2 separate regions of the Mus musculus genome follow, and region 2 is linked to region 1. A link is a contact called in public Hi-C data. All regions are on one chromosome and are shown on one strand. Each heading gives the region's core, a stretch centred on a gene start, on an enhancer-like site or on the middle of the called end of the contact. The rest is flanking DNA. Distances are from core to core; before and after follow the strand shown.

Region 1 (6,714 bases), core at 2,230-4,729:
GGGGAAGAGGGTAAGGGAGCAAGAGCAGGACAGCAAGAGAGGGAGAGGAGGTGCCAAGCAGCCCCTTCTACAGTGAGTCAGGCACACCAGGTGACTGTGGGGCAGAGCCCAGAGGAAATGCCAACAACAGGTGCTGAGAACTCAGCTCAGAGCCCCCAGATGAGCAAGTCTTCTTACACACTTTCTCTCTCTCCAGCCCCCAAGGAAAACCATTTTTGTAGAAAACAGGTACAAGAATCAGAAAAAAAAAAATGGACTGAAGGGCTCAGTGGCTAAAAGCACATATTAGGGTTCCTCTTGCACACGATGTGATGTCAATTACCAGCACCCACTTCAGGCTGCTCAAAACTGCCTCAAACTCCAGCTTCATGGAACTGACATCTCTCTGATCTCTGTGAAAATGCACATACATGCACATTAAAAAAAATAAGAAAAGTTGATTCACAAAGTAAGTGTAGGAATAGTTTTGACAGTCCTGAAGGGGCTGTCTTGGGAGGAATGTGGAAGACTTTGAGATGTTAGCTTAGGAAACCTCTTGAATGCTTTAAGCAGGGTAAGGGGCCATTGCAATAGGAGTTTGGAAGACAGAAGTGCTGAGAGCAATGAAGATGATGGAGACACAGTTCAAGAGATTTCAAAGAAGAATGAAATTAGGAGCTGGGTAGAGACCATTCTTGTGATATTGTGGCAAAGGGGGTAAGCACTTTCCCCCTTGTCTAAGAATATTCCTAAGGCCAAACCTGGAAAGTTTTGAACTAATATCCCTGGAAGAGGAGATTTCAAGACAGCCTAATATTGATCCTCTTGAATGATTATCAGTGCTCATTCTACTGTGGGTCTACAGGGAAAGAGCAAGCCAGTAAGCAGCACTGGTCCACAGCCTCTACATCAGCTTCACCATGAGGTTCCTGCACTACACGGGTTCCTGTCCTGACTTCCCATGTGATGAACAGTGATGTGGAAGGACAAGCAAAGTTAACCCTTTCCTCCCCAGGTTTCTATTCGTCATTATGTTTTTATCACGGCAATAGGAACCCTGACTGAGACAGAAATTTATCACACTTTCTACAGAGCAAGGGTACTAAGATACACATTCCCTAGAGGACTACATCACCAGAAACTACTACTTGTGTGCCACTGTAGTGTCAGCAATTCAGCCTGGTTAACTTACAAAAGTCAATATTAAAATTCACACCCTTAAAGGAGAGGCTGGGACAGTAAGGTAGAAGATGTCCACAGAGCAGAATTCAAGGTGGTAAACAGGGGCCCTCTGGAAGGGAACATGTAAGGAGTTCAAATGGGAATCAGTGGGGGAGGGGAGATTTGGGGAGATGAGACATTTTAGGAGAGAAGAGAAGTCATGGAAGTTTCTAGATCTTGGCCAGTGTTTGATTAAGTAGCTAAATTTCATCTGAAGTTGATGAAGCTTGTGTTAAAAGTGTGACAACTTCTCTAAATTATGCTTCAGTGAACTTGATGCCCTGGGACAGTCCACATTGGTCTAAGTAGCCAGTTCAATAAAGGTTACTGCTTGCAATGCAGTGTCCCCTGGGCAGTCAGGGCCTTGGTGGTGGAAGTAAGTGCTTCTGGGAGTGTAAGCAGTTCCCTCTGTAGGGCAGCACTGAAACACTCAGGAGATAGTTCCGTCCCAGGAAAGATGCTGCATCTTTGAATGAATCCTGCCTGAGTGTGATTTCCTCACCAGAATGCCCATAATTGTGAGAATTACAAATGCTGCACATTCAGGGCTTAACTCTCTGGGATGTCTTTAGCCCTTATAATAGCTATTCAATGTGCCTGTCAACCTAAAATCTTGGTGTCGAACCTAGCTCATTGAATCTGGGAGTAATGTGGGGGATAATAGAGCAGCCTTGAGTGAGTGTTTCTACAGAAATGAGTCAGGTTCTAGGGCAAATCCTCTAGAATATACAAATACCTGGCCGCCACCAAACAAAAGGGGAAATACCTTCAGTTAGCATCCAGGATATGGATGGCAGAGGCTCAGCCCTCCCACTTAATGTTCTCACTGATACACAAACACGTAAAAATATAATATATGTGTATATGTATATGTATACATATATATGCATATGTATGTATGTATACATCTATGCATATGTATATATATGCATATGTGTGTATATGTGTGTGTGTGTGTGTGTGTGTGTGTGACCCCGACTTAGAGTGTTTCTCCCTGGAAGGTAAGGCCCATGGACGTTCCCCCAAGCTTGTTTTCCCTGATCTCTAAAAATACAGCCAGAAAGAAGCTCTTTGTTCTCTATAGCCAGCCAAAAGCCTTTTTGTTTCTGTGCCTTACAGCCAGAGATGCAATAATTGTAGGAAGATCTACAAGGACATGGAGATAGACACCTGAGAGGAGGCTGCAGCTCACTGCCTTCCCCCCCCCCCCCCACCAGAAAGGAGCTGTAGCCAACTCTCCTCCCAGCTCTCCTCCCAACTCTCCTCCTCCCAATTCCTTCCTGATAGACACCTGAGAGGAGGCTGCAGCTCACTGCCTCCCCCCCCTTCCCCCCCCCCCCCCCCCCCCGCCAGAAAGGAGCTGTAGCCAACTCTCCTCCCAACTCTCCTCCTCCCAATTCCTTCCTGATAGACACCTGAGAGGAGGCTGCAGCTCACGCCCCCACCCCCCCTCGCCAGAAAGGAGCTGTAGCCAACTCTCCTCCCAACTCTCCTCCCAACTCCTTCCAACTCCTCCCATTTCCTCAGCTAGCTGTTAAAAGCCCCCTCCTGTCAGTGCTCAGGGTCGAACTCCCCTGCGCTGCATGGCAGAGGGACTTCATCCTCAGCTAGCTGATAAAACCTCTTGCAGTTTGCATCAGGTGTGGGTCACTGGGGTGCTGTCCAGCTCATCCCGGGGACTCGAGTGCAGGCCCAGCTTCAGGGGTCTTACATATACATATATATTTGGATTTTTATGTATGAATATACCTTGATTTATGACTGTCTTCATTCTGCTATAAGAAAAACCTTATCAAAATTTTTACTGTGTGGGTACATGACCTTTTGGGTAACCTAAGCTAGTCAGCCAGCCATAGCTCCAAAATGATCTCTCAACCTCTGTCAGGTGAAATGGTGATTTTTGGGCCCACATTATTCTTCCTGAGTTTGTTTATTCTGTAGGTGTTTCTTATTTTTTTTTAGTTTCCATTTCATAGCAAACACAGGTTTTGTCTTTGTAGTCTTCTTGCTCATCCTAGTACTCTCTCTCTCTCTCTCTCTCTCTCTGTGTGTGTGTGTGTGTGTGTGTGTGTGTGTGTGTGTGAAGGAGAGAGAGAGAGAGAGAGAAAGAGAGACAGAGTTCAGGAAAGATGTAAGCAGGTGGGTGGAGGACTGGTTTCAAACCCTCCCCCAGATTGTTTTCAAACTTCCCCTTTAGCTTTCAAACCTCTCAAAGGGGCGGACCCTGTCCCTATTGGTTCCCAGTACAAGCCTCTTCTTCTCTCCCCAGATATAAGCCACTCCCTAAGTTCTTCCTATGCTCTGCTGCTACCAGGAGGACTCAACATGTTGGGTGAGTAGCCCCCCTGCCCCGAGTGAGCTGGGAACGGGGATGCCTGAGCAAAGCCACCAAGAAATCCCTGCCATCAACAAACTCTAACCTTCTCTATCCATCCATCTCTCTATAGGAACACTGTTTGGCTCTGCCATAGGAGGAGGTTTGTCTCTGCTCCTGAGGGTGAGGTGGTGGGGTACCATTTGTGCTTTAGATGGGTACCATTCCTGCTGCCTGCTACTGCTGGATTCTGGAGCTGCCTGGGTGCAGAGCAGGGCCCTGGGCTGTGCTAAATCTACTCTAGGAATGAGCTTAAGATTTCTGCCCAGCTGCCCCTCCAGGCCTCATATATGATGAGCAGCAAGTAGATGAATGTGGAGAAGACAGGGAGCGGCAGCTGCTGAACACTGCAGGGTTGTATTTAACCCTCACAACCCCAGGCCCAGTGAAGGATGATTCTTCTCAAGCCTGGGAACACCACGGCTCTGTCACATCCTCCACTGACCCCTTTGCCTCCACCTTGCTCCCCTTCTTCTTTACTTTGGGATCCCCTTCCATGCTCCTCAGAATAGAAAGTCCCCAGAAACAGTCAGGGAATTGTTGGGTGGGTCATTTCCCTGAGCCTACCTCACCCAGCTCCTCTCCCTACAGCTCTGGCTGTGGCAGGGGCACCTGTGGCCCTGGCTGCCATGGGCTTCACTGGGACAGGCATTGCAGCTGCCTCCATAGCAGCCAAGATGATGTCTGCTGCAGCAATTGCCAATGGAGGTGGAGTTGCAGCAGGAAGCCTGGTAGCCACACTCCAATCAGCAGGTAAGTGTCAGGCCAGGCAAGATGACCAGAGTCCAAGACAAGGATGGTGACACCTTTCCTCTCCCTCCAGCCCCACCTTCTTAAGTGACCTGTGTCTTCTAGTTCTGTCCCTACTTTTTGATTTATTCTGAGTTAGGTGGGGGTGTGTGGGCTTTGGGTGAAAGGTGCTGAATGGCTAAAGTAGGGAGGAGTCTGAGGCATGCTACTTGTGCTCTGAATCTTCCCTGAGTGTTTTTTTCTACAATGAGTACCCCTCTGTCCTGCTATAGAGAGAGCATCTCTGTGGATAGCTCTCTGTCCTATATTCCACTTGGCCCGCATCTGTCTTCTCCTTCTGGTTCATTTTAAATAGCTCTGGCTGAAGCAAAGCCCTAAGGTTCCCATAGAAATTGGGTGGGCATCTCTGAGCATCAGGTCACTGCCTGTCACTGCACTGTCTCCTTCCCAGGGGTCCTTGGACTCTCCACATCAACAAATGCCATCCTAGGGGCTGCTGGGGCAGCTGTTGGAGCCTTGCTCTGAGCTTAGGAGATGACACTTCTATCAGCTCAACTCAAAGCCTGTACAGACTACGCAGGAGATGAAGTTCCAAAAGGCACCTTCAGAACCCTCACTGATGTCAAAGAATGATGAAAACAACAAAGTATATGGGCTGGTGTTCCTAACTTTGCTGTGGTGGCTCTTTGATTGGGGTTCTGGGCTGGGAGTTTTTCAAGGTTTGAGACTTTCCCAGTCAGCCTCAGCCTGGAGATCAGAGGGAGGTAACAGGTTGGCCAGCACACAGTCAGTAGGCAGAGGGCTGTAGGTGGACCCTGCCTTAATGGAAATAATCTGTGTGGTATGAGGGCTTTGGTGGGGGATTGTGGACCTCACTTTATCACTTATTCAAGGTAGGGCAACAAGAGGTTTCTGTCATGAGGCTAAGCTGAGTGGTACCTAAGACAGTGACCCTCTGAGCTCTTGGTCCTTCCCTATCAATGGCTGTGCACATCCAGGGCTATGAGCAGCCTGTAGCTACCTCACTGTACTGCTGAGAGGCTGACAGAAAACCACCAGGGAATTCACTGGGCTCACTGGGAATGCACTGGTACCTGAGGAACAAGAGGAAATCAAAACAGGTCACCATCATCTATAATATCTATCAAATGGAAAGGAGGCATAAACCCCTGCCGTATGTTGAAGCAACCTGACTACTCCCTTACTCAAGCCTGAGAGTCATTGCTTATATGTCACATTCTGCAGTGCTGGACAGGGTCCACACTGACACCTAGAAGTCTTGAGGCAGAAGGATACATTTGAGCAATCTATATTTATTGGGACCCATTCATATCTTCAAACCCTTCTAACTTCTGAAGTTTCCTTCTACTATCTGGGGTGCCTGAATGGCAATATCAAAGATGACTGCTTGCTGATTTTATGGTGTCTGCATCTCAGGTGAACAAGGGTCAGGCTCACATACGCACTCTGGGAGCCCAGTGTGGGATTCCTGGGTCTCTTGCATTACCTATCTCATCCTAGGGGTTTGCCTAGCAGCTGGCTCAATACTTGTAGAAGGGTCTGCCCAAACCTGTTCAGAGCCTCTTTGTCCTGGCCAGTATTGAAGTCCCAGTCAGGACACACACAAAGAAGAAAAAACCCACTTTAACTGGGCTGCAGTGTCTGGCAGCGATGCTCTGCCAGACCCAAAGGTGGGTGCTCAGGATCTGTGGGCATTCGATCTAGGTCAGCTGGTGGGTACAAAATCCTGTCTCGAGGAGAATGATGAGGGCCTGAGGATTTTCAGAGAAGGGTGGGTTCTGAATTATCCTCTTATCCAGGGCACTGCTTGAGAAGGAGGCATAAGTCATGAAAGGGAGAGTGGGGACCTCTGGGTCTGGGGACACTGCTGTAGTGGGACTGCTTTCTTAGAGGGAGGATGAAGACTATGTCTGTCCCAGGGAAATTCCTCCCACAGCCCTCAGAGCTAGAGCCATTCTGCATGTGTGAAGTGGAGACTGACCCCTAACTAGCATGACTGGTAAACTATTTCTTCTCGTCAAGCTCTGTGCAGGGCTGTGCAGGAGGCATACAAAGGGTGACATTCAAGATCTTTAGTGGAGCTGTGGAATAATTGAAGGATAGGGAGAGGTTTGGCATTGCAGTTGGGTCATCTCATTCAGACAGAGGTTTCGATCTAGGCTACCAGCAATAATCCCTGGATACACAGTGGGGAGGAGGGTGTGAATAGGAGGGTGTGAATGCAAACCAGATCTGGCTTTGAGATGAGTGGTTCATAGAAGGATGCCATCACAACTACTCAGAGATCCCCATCCTGGTTGGTATCTGAGATGTCAGGAAGGTCACCTCCTCATTATCCTCTGTATAAGAAGGAGGTGGCATGCTCAGAG
Region 2 (6,714 bases), core at 2,620-5,119, 49 kb before region 1:
TCTAATAACCCCCTGGTATCCTGAGATATTCCCCAGCCACTGAAAGCACCGCATGATTCCTGAGGACAGAGAGGACACAAAGGGAGTCTTCAACAAGCCAGTCTCATTAGTCCAAAGGTGAGGGAGGTATCTCACCCTGGCGGAACACCAGAGCCCCAGTTTGGTGACCTATAAGCCATGTTTCTCTGAGGTTGAACTACCCACAATGCGCTTGTTGCGGGGTGTGTGTGTATAGTGTGTAGCTAGAGGGCACCTTTTGGATATTGTTTTTCAGGTGCCATCCACCTGTTTTTATTTTGTTTGCTTTAGTTTGGTTGGTTGGTTGGTTGGTTGGTTGGTTGGTTTTGTTTTTTCAAGACTGGGTTTCTCTGTGTAGCCCTGGCCATCCTGGAACTTGCTCTATATATAGACCAGGCTGGCCGAACTCACAGATCCACTTGCCTTGGCCTCCCAGGTGCTGGGATAAAAGGCTTGAGCCCTCACTGCCTGGCTGTGTTTTATTTTTCACACGTTGTCTCTCATTAACCTGAAACTCTTCAAGGAAGCTAGGTTGGCTATCCCTACCTGTCTCCACCTCTCTGGCTCTGGGATGCCAAGTGTGTATCGTCACACCTGGCTTTTTTATGTGGGTTTTAGTCTTCGTGTTTATAACGTAAGCGCTTTACCAACAGAGCTGTCTTCCGGTCCTATTGTGTTTGACAATGCTTGTCTTAGTCAGGGCTTCTATTCCTGCACAAACATCATGACCAAGAAGCAAGTTGGGGAAGAAAGGGTTTATTCAGCTTACACTTCCATACTGCTGTTCATCACCAAAGGAAGTCAGAACTGGAACTCAAGCAGGTCAGAAAGCAGGAGCTGATGCAGAGGCCATGGAAGGATGTTCTTCACTGGCTTGCTTCCCCTGGCTTGCTCAGCCTGCTCTCTTATAGAACCCAAGGCTACCAGCCCAGAGATGGTCCCACCCACAAGGGGCCTTTCCCCCTTGATCACTAATTGAGAAAATGCCTTAATGTATCTCATGGAGGCATTTCCTCAACTGAAGCTCCTTTCTCTGTGATAACTCCAGCTGTGTCAAGTTGACACAAAACTAGCCAGTACAATACTTCTTCCTGTAAGACTTCTCTCCTCTTCAAAATTCAGAAAATCTGGTTCATAGAGGTCCCCACACCCACAGGACAGAATGGGCCTCCATCCTCCCTTTACACAGGACAGAGGCAGCTCTTGGAGTTGCCAGAGCTCTCCCCAACCACCTCTACCTGAATCCAGACTTGCAAATCACAACTATTCAATATGCAAATCCCCCAAAAGTGGGACAGTGACATTGCGCTTTAATGACCCAGAGAGTCAATACTTTGGGGGAGGTGGGTGGAATTGTGGGTTTGAGGACAGCTCCCATTGTATAACTAGTAGACACTGGGCAGGTCCCATGACTGATCACTGACTGGGTATAAGCCTCCAGCCTAGGCAACTGCAGCCCCCTCTTCCTCCTGCCTCAGCTTCCCTTGGGGTTCCTCCCTCTAAGCACAAATGCCTACTCTCTGTCTCACAGGGGAAAGAAGACGAAACTCACAAAACAACTTGAGTGGCTGGAACCCACACCAGCCTGTTCTGACTGAGGTTCCATTTTTCCAGGTAGCATAAGCCAAAGCAAACCGAGCCCCTGGGCCCACACAATCCAGCACAGAGGCCCAGCAGTCCAGGGAAGCGTTTGCAGGCTGAGTCCCAGATGGGTCTCCCCAAACCCCAGGATGCCCTAGGCAACCATAGGCAACTCAAGGCCTAGCTATTCTCTTAAAAATAAGTAATTCAGAGCACGACATCAGCTTAAACCTTTTGAGTGTCCATATTCTGTATATGACGGACATGACCCACCATGCTCCCCTGGCCACTCAGAGTCTCATTCTACATCCTGGCCACACTTGATACCGCCCTTTAGCCCCATTTCCCTCAGGGTCTTTGGGCCTGCCGTTCCCTCCATGGAATGTTTGACCTGAACATGCTCTATGACTCCCTGTGCCTCTGTAGTTCCTTCAGGTTGTGACTCAAGGCCAGAACCTTCTTGACCTGTTAGCGTCTGCTGTTTGAATGTGTCCTCTCCAAGAGTCAGCCAGCTGCTGCCACTGTGATAGCAATGAGAGACGGGCCCTTTGATAGGCAATGGGGACAGGAGGACTCCTCTGTGGTGAGCGGGGTTAGGTGGCTTTCTGAAAGGGCTCAATGGAGTTGTTGGACTCTGCTGCATTTCTGCCTCCCACCACGAGGCGGCAGTGTTTCTCCCCCTCTAAGGTACAGACTTCAGGTGCTAAATGTTAATTGGCTCCGACTTAAACTTGAACTGGACTCCCCAGGTGGAGAAATCAACTTCTCTTCCTCATGAATTAACCAGGTATTTTGTTACAGAAGCACAAACGGACTCAGACTCTATTAACACAGCAACTCACACTGCAGCAAACATAGTCTTCTTCCTCGGCTTGTCTTCAGAGCCCTGGCACCTTCAGGTAGGTTGTGTTTTTGTTTGTTGGTTTAATGACCATCTCTTGGATGTGACAGCAAAGATTTCACCTCCTTCACTGCTCTTTTCTCTACACCTGGAGCAGCATTTTACACGTAGAAAGTATCAGTGTTTTCTGAATGAATGAATGAATGAATGAATGAATGAATGAATGAATGAGGAATGAAGAGTGGCCACCAGGAAGAGCTTTGGTAGGGCTCTGGTGGCCTGAGATGTACACAGCATAGCTAATACAGTTGAGGAGCCGCGCTCGTTACTTTTCTCATTGCTATAACAAGATGTCTGACAACGGGAAGTTAAGGAAGGAAGGGTTTAGCTTAGTCCACAAGGAAAGGGCAGTCCGTCATGGCTTGGGCTGGCATTGGTGGTGGGAGCATGAGGCTGCTGGTCACGTGGCATCCACAGTCAGGAAGCAGATTGACAAACACCAGCACTCGGCTCATGTTCTCTTCTTTCTACTGTCTATTCAGCGTGGGATCCAGGCCCTAAGAGGATGATGTCACCACGTTCAGGGCTTGTCTCCCTTCTTAGACCCACACTTCTAGAACACACACACACCATATGAGAGAGAGAGAGAGAGACTCCTAGGTGACTTCAATCCAGTCAAGTTGACAGTGAAGATGAACCACCAGGAGCCTCCCACACCTCAGGGCTGACCAGCAATGAGAAGGCAGAAAGGGCCGGGCAGTGGTGGCACACGCCTTTAATCCCAGCACTTGGGAAGCAGAGGCAGGCGGATTTCTGAGTTCAGGGAGTGAGTTCCAGGACAGCCAGGGCTACACAGAGAAACCCTGTCTCGGAGAGAGAGAGAGAGAGAGAGAGAGAGAGAACAGAAAGGGTTTTCTTAGCACTCTGGCTTCTCTGGGAACGTTTGTCGCCTTTCTTCTTAGACGATCATCTTTCTCCCCAACTCATCCCACGTTCAGTTCAGACTGTGGCTACTTCACGGCTCTGCGTGGTTCATTGCAGGTCCAGCTACAGGTCCAGCTAGCTGGTTGACTGTCTCTGTAATTTCTCTCCTTCCAAATTCCCAGGGAAAGAACCTTGGTTGGAGTGGATTTTCTGAGTTCCCATCCGTGTGGTCTGAGAAGTGAGGTCACATTCACAGTATGGTTTCTAGAAGTCTGTACCAAACAGAGAAGAAAGCACAGGTGGGGGTGCTGTGTGAACCGAGAAACTTCTTAGCATCATTTTGCAGTGATGCTCGCTGGGTAGAAATGGGTATTCCAAAGAACACAGCTATCCTTGCAACCATTTCCGTCTGAGGACAAACCTGATCAGCCTTTAGAACAGCCTCACCCCACCCAACCAACCTGCATCATTGTCCAACACAAAATGCTGCTGTGCTTGCAGTTCCAAATATGGACACAAGAGGGCACTTCAATACAAGAAGCAAATTCTCCCACTACTACAACTCGGGCCACAATTAGCTGCAAGACTCCAACCCCTTGGGGTGCGGGGGGATGTGTGTGTAAGTGGTCTGTAGGCCTGACAGAGGCTTTTAACTTAGCACCTAGCACGCACATACACACACACATACTCACAAACATGTACGCACATACAAACACACAAACATGCACACATACATATATGCACACATAAACACACCATATTTAAACATGAACACATACACACAAACACAAGCATACACAAGGAAACATGCACATATATATGCAGCAACACATACAAACACACCACACACAAATATGCACATATACACACATAAATGCAAGCGCACACACACATATATACACACATACATACATGGACACCCAAACACACCACATACAAACATGCATACATACACACACAATCAAGCACACAAACACACACACACACAAACATACACACACATATACATGAACATACACAAACACACTCTTTTTCCCCATCTTGTTTTAAGACAGGATCTCACTCTGTAGAGTAGGAAGGCCCCAAGGCCAGAGTCTTTCTATCACCATCTCTTGCATGGGAGAATTCCAGGCCTGCACTACCACACCCGGCTTTCCCATTAGAAATCAGGCTGTCTTTTGAATACTTTCCATATTTCTAGTTCTGAGGTCTTTGTGGAGTATAACATGGCCTTATAAGCCATGTTTGTTTGTTTTTTAATCTCTACTTGCCCCCCCCTTTTTTAATGATGCCACTTGGTGAACAAAGGGTTTTTGATTTGTTTTGTTTTTAAATGCTTTAGGTTTATTTTTGTGTGCACAAGCAGAGTGTTTTGCCCGTCTGCACACATGTGCAGTTGCTGAGTGCCCACAGAGGATTGGAAAGCTCCGTGTGATGCGGGGAACCAAACTCGTGTCTTCTGAAGAGCAGTAAATGCTCTTACCTATGGGGCCACCTCTCCGACCCCTTGTTTTGCTTTTGACAGGGAATTTCCCATTTTCTGTCAAGGATCCAGAACCAGCTGGGTGGCCACACCTACATTTCCTGCATCAAAAAAAAAAAAAAAAAAAAAAAAAATTCCCCAAAACTTTCATTTTTTAAAAATGGACACAGGCTGTCTGATGTAAGCGCTGGGAACCAAACTTGGTCCTAAGCAAGAACAACTCTGTTCAGCTCCTAAGTGCCGAGCTGCCTCCAGCCCCCTTGAGTTTTTAATGGAGATATAATTGTGCATGCAGAAACATATGTACATGTGCACAAATTATACACAAACATCTGGAAACGCTTTTATAAAGCCATGCTCCAAGTCCCAGAAGGCTGCTTCCTGTTCTCTCCCCCACCTCTTCCCTTCCCCTTCCTTCCCTCCCAGGCCCTTCTGTCCCTTCCCTAAGGGTGACCACTGTCTTCTTCAAGCAGCATGATTCAGTGATACATGCAACCAAACTTTACTGTCAGGAGTGTATGTGAGTGTGTGTGTGTGTGTGTGTGTGTGTGTGTGTGTGTGTGTGTGTGTGAGTTGGGGTAACTTAGGCAGATAAGTTCTTCCAGGAAGTTGTGTGGCACTGTGGTCTGTCCCCTCTGCTGACTAATTCTCTCTCTTGGAAACACTCAGCTTTCTTGTCTATTGTGCTGATGGCAGCTTAATGGATCTGCTAATAGCAGCTTAGTGGCTCTTCAGGACTCCCTTGCCCATGTCTTCTGGGAAGTCCAATGGCTTGTCCAGTCATGTGTCCTTGGAGGCTGTGGTTGGGTCCTCGGTGTTAGCAGTCTCCACTTGTGAGGGACCCAGGTTGACAAACCTGGTGAAAGGCTGTATGTAGAGATGAATGCCACTGGCTTAGGGCTGATCACATCCTCCATCCTGCCTAAGAACGGGGTGAGGGTTACCCAAATGCAGCATGATTGTGGGGCATCTTTGGACTTTGGTCTTAAGCATCCTGCATCTGCCCTGTAAGACGTTGCTGCTCTTTATAAGTCAACTAGTCCCAGGTATTTTACAGCAGGAAGGGACAGAGACACTGGCCTCTTGTGTGCCTGTTGCTTTATGAAGAGAGCATAAGAGCGCAGAGCTAGGAGAATGCCCCCAAAGTCTCCTCTGGGCTACACGGGACTCTGGGTCACCAGAAGACCTTTCTCCCTCCAAGCTGTAGACGTGATGTTTTCTAGAAACTACCAGCAACCCAGTTAACAGTGAAAGGGCTCATCCTAACCTAGCATGCAAACCTAAAAGCTCCTAGTTTTATGTCTTCAGACTATAATCCCACATCTACAGACCCTATATTATCGTTAGCCAAAAAGAGAGAAGAAGGTTTCAGCAACTTCTTCATCCGTAACTTCAGAACCACTAAGTCGGTAAGTGTGACTACTGGAGAGACTTCCTACTGCATACCTTCCTGACTGCCTCTTCCAACACTTCTTTCTGCTTAAAATCTGATTTAATAAAAAAAAAATAATAAAACTTCTTTCATACAATATTTTCTAATCACACACTTCCCTCCTGGAACTCCTCCCAGATCTGACGTAACCTCTCAATTCCAGGCCCTTTCTATTATCCGTGTGTTCATCTTATCAGTCCACTGGAGACAAGACTTTTATCTGTCAAGTTTGACAGTCATCCTCTGGGACTGCCCAGAACCAACTATAGAACCTTCTGGAAAGTTCATCTACAGAACCTTCTAGTTGAATTCTGCTGCTTTGACCAACCCCAGTCACCTGGCTGCCTTCTGGAGATGAAAAAAAATTAGCAGCAGAGACTCTCTAGTTTTCTCAAACTCCAGTGAAATACTCCTCTAGAAGTCCCTGTTGTGGGA

What was found. A called contact is a pair of places that touch in the nucleus more often than the background predicts.
Region 2: a contact with region 1 is called in a Hi-C map of regulatory T cells, with 2.7 times the contacts expected there. The contact joins the enhancer-like site here to the promoter of Ifi27l2a in region 1. A contact is called at or near these places in 19 of 39 promoter capture datasets (the 3T3-L1 cell line, 3T3-L1-derived adipocytes, the C10 cell line and 12 more), 2 of 15 datasets of contacts at CTCF or cohesin (hippocampal excitatory neurons and pro-B cells), 63 of 484 Hi-C or Micro-C datasets (the AML12 cell line, B cells, CD8 T cells and 39 more), 6 of 115 datasets of contacts at active chromatin or transcription factors (CD8 T cells, the HPC-7 cell line, bone marrow-derived macrophages and 3 more) and 4 of 9 other capture datasets (adipose tissue, embryonic stem cells, liver and 1 more).

The regions. Positions count from the first base shown.
Region 1 is chr12:103,440,445-103,447,158 of GRCm38.p6, reverse strand. It overlaps Ifi27l2a (interferon, alpha-inducible protein 27 like 2A), which reads left to right and starts at 3,479. Exons shown (of 4, transcript NM_029803.3): 1 at 3,479-3,532; 2 at 3,648-3,677; 3 at 4,166-4,327; 4 at 4,776-4,993. The coding sequence starts at 3,526. The coding sequence ends at 4,849.
Region 2 is chr12:103,490,181-103,496,894 of GRCm38.p6, reverse strand. No RefSeq gene overlaps it. Among named protein-coding and RNA genes, the nearest start is that of Ifi27l2b, 36 kb to the right of the region's middle. Within about 2 kb of position 3,869, at least 16 of the 459 cell types and tissues checked have an H3K27ac peak or open chromatin away from gene starts, as enhancers often do. A contact at or near this core is called in CD8 T cells, adipose tissue, muscle stem cells and 1 more, where this site is marked.